Linked DNA regions of Arachis hypogaea: region 1 is linked to region 2. The links are chromatin contacts, called in public Hi-C maps. All regions are on one chromosome and are shown on one strand. Each heading gives the region's core, a stretch centred on a gene start, on an enhancer-like site or on the middle of the called end of the contact. The rest is flanking DNA. Distances are from core to core; before and after follow the strand shown. Region 1 holds the start of LOC112727697 (probable LRR receptor-like serine/threonine-protein kinase At5g48740). Region 2 holds the start of LOC112727696.

The links. A called contact is a pair of places that touch in the nucleus more often than the background predicts.
Region 1: a contact with region 2 is called in a Hi-C map of an unstated tissue, with 2.5 times the contacts expected there. The contact joins the promoter of LOC112727697 here to the promoter of LOC112727696 in region 2. A contact is called at or near these places in 2 of 8 Hi-C or Micro-C datasets (leaf and an unstated tissue).

Annotation. Positions count from the first base shown.
Region 1 is chr12:90,606,842-90,609,785 of arahy.Tifrunner.gnm2.J5K5, forward strand. LOC112727697 (probable LRR receptor-like serine/threonine-protein kinase At5g48740) reads right to left here and starts at 1,445. Exons shown (of 17, transcript XM_025777562.3): 1 at 1,227-1,445; 2 at 251-791. The coding sequence starts at 1,302.
Region 2 is chr12:90,459,766-90,462,665 of arahy.Tifrunner.gnm2.J5K5, forward strand. LOC112727696 reads right to left here and starts at 1,324. Exons shown (of 3, transcript XM_025777561.2): 1 at 91-1,324. The coding sequence starts at 712.

The sequences.
Region 1 (2,944 bases), core at 195-2,694, 150 kb after region 2:
TGATATAAGTTGTTACTAAGATAAGATTCAATTTGACTCCTGACTTTTAAGTATGCTCAATTTTTTCTTGAATTTTATAACTACAAAATCACGTTGGTCTTTTTCAATTTGATCCATTATATTTTTGACATAAGGTATAACTTGTTTTAATGTTATAGAACTTGAACCTTATCTTTTATGTTGTAGTACCAAATACTTATGAGCATGGATCTTAACAGATATCAAAGAAGAAGAATGTTATGATCCTTACCGGATAGAATCGCCGGTGTAGCCGCAATCGATCCGGTAGCTCTTCCTTAGCAACTTATTTGGAAAGTCAGCCATAGCATTCATGTAGGCGGCTCGTGGAAGCGGCCGGATTTCAAGCGAAGAAATTACCGGCGAACCACCATCTGAAACCGCAATCAAACAGAGTGGCAGAGTGTCCTTATTAACCATCCATAAGAACTCTTCAGTCCATGGATCATGCTCAGAAAGATTAACAGTGGCAGCAATTGAAGTCCCAAGAGAAACAGAGAATGTAGGAGGCACTGCAAGTCCATCATAATTCTTGTACACGAAATTTGCTCTAACAAGAACCAAATTAGTTGCATTGTTCATTGGTATTCTGTAACATTTTCGCCGTCTTGAATTCGAGAAGAATCGCGCCGAGACATTCGTTGAGACTGAACCATCAGTGTAAGTAATGGTTGTAGTCTTGCCTGTGGTTATGTAATTTGTGTCTGGAACCCATGAAATGTTATTTGAATCAATGAAACTTTTTCTTCCACCACAAGAAAGACTCAAGAAACCTGTCCCCAGGAAATTCTATTAGAAAACTTTTATGATGGTAGCATCACATAATGTTAGACTCTTTGGAATTCAAATAATGAAAAATTTTAAACTCAATCTAAATTATATAATTTCTGATTTTAATTAATCACAAAATGGAATGAAAATTGTGTTTTTTTTAAGCACCAGCATGACTTACAAATTAAAAATTGTAACAACTCATGCATGTTCCAGTTTAAATAATGCAGCAATTTTTTTTAAGAGAAACCATATTAAATCAGATTCAAGACCTCTATTTTGTGAACTGAATGATCTCAAAATCTTAAGTATTTTAACTAAGAAAAAATGGCTAAAGAAATAGCTAGATAAATGTGCAGTTGTTTAATCAATCTTACAAAAATAAAAATAAAAGAAATGTCATTATTCTATGGATATAAGTATAGACATACACATACCATCTTGTTCACAGAAAGTGACAAACCAGAAGCTATGAAAAAGAAAGAAGCAAGCCCATGCATCCCTCAGTTCCATGAATACTGACTCCAACTCTCAATTTTCTCAACCATAGAATAGAAGAGCATAAATTAAAGGAAATGCTTTAAAAAAAATAGTGTCACATTTCATAATTATGATCATTTGTAGTTGTATAAAGAAGAATGATGAAAGTGTATTGAAGACATAGGTAAAGGCTTGAAGGAAGGGAAAAGTTTCACAAAAAGTGGCAATTTAGAAAATGAGGTGCAAGTTTGGTAGGTAGAAGAAATTATTAATGATGATTGTAAAACTATGTTGAAGCATAATAATTAAAGGAGAAAATTTGAGTGATGTATGCAGGGATGTTATGATTAAAGATTTGCTGAGTCATTGAAATTTGGCAACTGGTTAGTGGATTGCCGGTTATTGTATACTTTTATTTTTTTCTCAATGTTTAACACTATGCTATGCTAATTTCTGATTTAATTTTGAGTAACTAAATTGATGTATTAAATCTTGAGAAGTTATTTTGAATATTAATCAATTTTAAAATTTTTGTTTTTGGATAAACATGTTCAAAAAATAAAAGAGTATTTTAAAGTCTATTATTACCTGATAACTATTGTGATAAGAAGTTGAGTTGGATGTCCATTAATATATGGCGGCTCAGTTTCTCAAGGAAGGAAATTTTTGTTCTTCAATAAATGAAGTGTGGAAAAATAATGTTCCATATGTGTATAAATAGAGGCTTAAGCCTCTTATGGCATACATCAATAACAACTACAATTTTCTCTCTCTTTTATATTATCCTCTCTCTCTTCATATAATATTAGTAAATATATTAATCATCCTTATTATATTGAGATAGTAATCATTGTGAATATTATTATTAAAGCTATCTAATTATATTATATTATTTTATAATTACATCTTCCTTATTTATTTAGTTGTTTTACAACACGTTATCAGCACGAAGCTCTAACGAAGTTTTAGGAAGACTTCAGATAATAAATTTTTATTATGTCGAAACTCTTTCATCTTGAATTTAATGCTCTTAATATATTTAGAAATAATTATTTATCATGGATACTAGATGCTAAAATCCATCTTTGATTCAATGGATCTTGAAGATATCATTAATGCTGAAAATAATACATCCTAGAAGGATAAAGCCAAATCCATGATTTTCCTTCGTCATCATCTTGAAGTATGATTGAAAAATGAATATCCCACACTAAAAGATTCTGCAGATCTGTGGAAAGACCTTGAAGAAAGGTACAATCATGTGATACTTCCTCAAACTCGATATATTAGGGAAAATTTTTTCGACCTTCCATGCCTCGAATGTGCTCCTGCAGCAGTAGTATCGAGAAAAAGAATTTAAAATTTTTTTTTAGCTCTTGCTTTCTTGTTGCTGAACGCAACAATGAGGTGCTCTTAAGAAATCATGAAACGCGCCCAGCTGGCGCCGCCCATTTTCTGAAGCAAATGCGGCAAATTATAACCCAGAAGAGGTAAATGGCAAGATTTTGATAACAAGAAAAATTATGGAAGGAAAAGAAATTATGTTCACAAGAAAGGATCTCACCAGAAGTGGGATAAAGAAAGAAACAATGGGCAAAGTATATCAATTGAGGATAAATGCTTCCGTTGTGGTGGAAATGGCCATTGGTCACGTACCTGTCGTACCCCAATGCAC
Region 2 (2,900 bases), core at 74-2,573:
AATAAGCCTCCAACCTTCACAGGAATAACCTGTAACTTCAACTGAAATCGTTGTATGAACCACAATTTGTACAGATAACTTCTCACTTACCAAGTAGAGCAACTTCTTTCCTTGGATCAGGATTTATCTTTTCATTGGTTTTTCCTGCAATCCCATCGTCACAAGGCAAGAGCGAAGTAGAAGCAACATTAGACTGCATACTATCAGAACCACTAACCAAAGTCAACTTCCCAGAACCATAATTATTAGCCCTCCGGCGACGCCGAATTCCGGATCTTCTTTTCAAGCTCATAACCCTCTTCCCCTTAGCATCATAACCATTTTCATTCTCAACCAAAGGAAGCAAACGAGGCCCCGAACACGAACTACAAGAAGCCTCATCCTCCAACTCAACAACATCCCTATTATTGCCACATGAATGCCCCTTCACCCTAACAAGATCAAAAGGGAACCTATTCACTGCCATCACTTGAATTGAGCATATCTTTGTTGAAGGCCACTCAAATAACAGTTTGTGAACACAGAAAGTGCTGTTCATATACCCAAAACTACCCTTGCAGGGGCATGGCATAAAGAGCCCGAAAAACCAGAAGAATTTGGAGGCAAAGAAAGCAAAAGCTGACCCACATAGCAAGAAGTAAGCTATAACAAGGTCAATAAATGCTCCAATCAGACCTCCAAGGGTCCAAGAATGAGATTCATGCAAATCCATGTTCTCCCCCTTTATGAACTCAAAACCCGAGTTTCCCCTTCAAGAAGAAGCATTTCACCATCACAAAAACAACACACCCCAAGCAAAATCCAAAATTTCCATACACCAAAATATCTCAATTCAAAAGCTGAAAGGGTTCAAGATCAAACCTCAAAGCAGGTGATGATAGAATAACTTGAAGAAAAATACAAAAAAACAACAGAAACTCAAGATCATGCTTAAAATGAACAATTATAAGCTCGCAAATTCTAATTTCAATTTCCAAAACGCTGAACACTATTCTTCGTTGCTAAACGACAAAAGATAATAAGAACAAATTGGATTTAGGAGGAGGTTGGTGGTTAATAGTTGAGAATTTAAGTAGGAATAGTAAAAGGCCCAAAAGGAGATTAGATTAATGAAGAACAAGAACAGTAATGGTGAAGGTAATGATGATTGTGCAATGAATTTTTATGAAGATTCCCATGTGATGTTTTTAAAGAAAGAAAGAGCTATTATAAAATGGTTTTGTTTTATTGCATCATGCGCTTCAAACAACTTTTCTATTTTTTTTTTCATTTCATTGTGCGCTTGATTGAGACAAAGACTAGTATGCTCTCTTTGGCTGCTTTCTTAGAACAAAGGGAAAGTGCAATTAATATAGGCGCACAGTGAAGTCAAACGACGTCGTTTGGCAGCTAACTATTTTTTTTATTTTTTATTATATTGGAAAAACAACCATTTGTACTCATGAACTTTACGAACATTGACAAAAGTATCAATTAAAGAAGAAAACTAATGTTGTATCCATCAAAGATAGATTTCGTAAGACAAAAGTGTCCAAATCCTAAATCTATGTTGACTTTTTAATAAAATTCCAGAATTACGTCCACCATTATCTTCAACCCCTCCTCTCTTCTTTCTCAAATCTCAAACACCTCCATTGCCTAAAAATCCTAATCTCAATACCTAAAAACCCCAAATTACCATTTTCCTAATCCTAATTTCAATACCCCTTTCAACAAATTTCAACCCTCTCTTTATTCTTTTCATCAATTTTACCACCTCCTCCACCAACACCATCATCACCGCCACCATCACCAACTGTCAACATCATCTTCCTCCGTCTCCACTATCACAGCCATAAACAACAACAACTTCACTCTAACTTTTAATTTTACTTCTCATCATCACTTCTCCAATCTCAAATCTTATCAACACTCTATTACCGCTATTAACATCACCACTCTTCCTCCATCACTTTCAATACAATGTCAGAAGGAGGAGAACCTTTGGATGCTAAAAATTGAAACTTTGGCAAGATCGCTTTGGTGGGGTCGCATGTGAGTAACACAGGAATCTTGCACATGATGGTGGTGATTTGGGAAAGTGAGAAAGTTCAACTTCGTTAATTATATAATAAATTTGTAATTTGTACTATTGTAAATATAGGATCTTTTTTCATGGAGTACATGAGCTTGAAGTGGACCTAGGAGGAGTTGAATCATACCACAGGACCTTGCGCGCTGGATCTCGGTTCATTCTCACTTCCGGAGCTTCTTCATCTAGCGTTGCGTGGAAACGGATGGATTGCCTGGTCGCCTTGTTGTCGTCTTTGTCATCGTCAGCATGGAAAGATGGGGCAGTGGTGGTTAGTAGAGTAGTAGAGAATAGAAGGTGGTTAAGGTAGTGGCAATGGAGGTGTTTGAGATTTGGGAAAGAAGAGAAGAGGGGTTGAAGATAAAGGATGGGGTAATTCTGGAATTTTATTAAAAAGTCAACATAAATTTAGGATTTGAGTACTTTTGTCGTACGGAATCCATCTTTGATGGATACAACGTTAGTTTCATTCTTTAATGGATATTTTTGTCAGCGTTCATAAAGTTCATGGGTACAAATGGTTGTTTTTCCTTATTATATTCTTGGTCGAATAGAATAAGGACTAATTTCTGTCGCACGTTAAAATTCTAGTTAAAAATTTGTACTAACTAATAAATTCACAAGACAAAATTGGAGCCTAACATTTATTTAAATCAACTATTAAACTATTCCATCTCAATTTTTGGTATCTAACTATATGCGAGTATAACTGCCACGTGGTGCATGTGAGGTAGCAAGAAGTGTGGTGTTATCGAATTTAGATCCTCTAAATTTTAAATTTTTATTTTAGAGGATAAATTGTAATCTTTTACCTTTAAATAATTTCTCT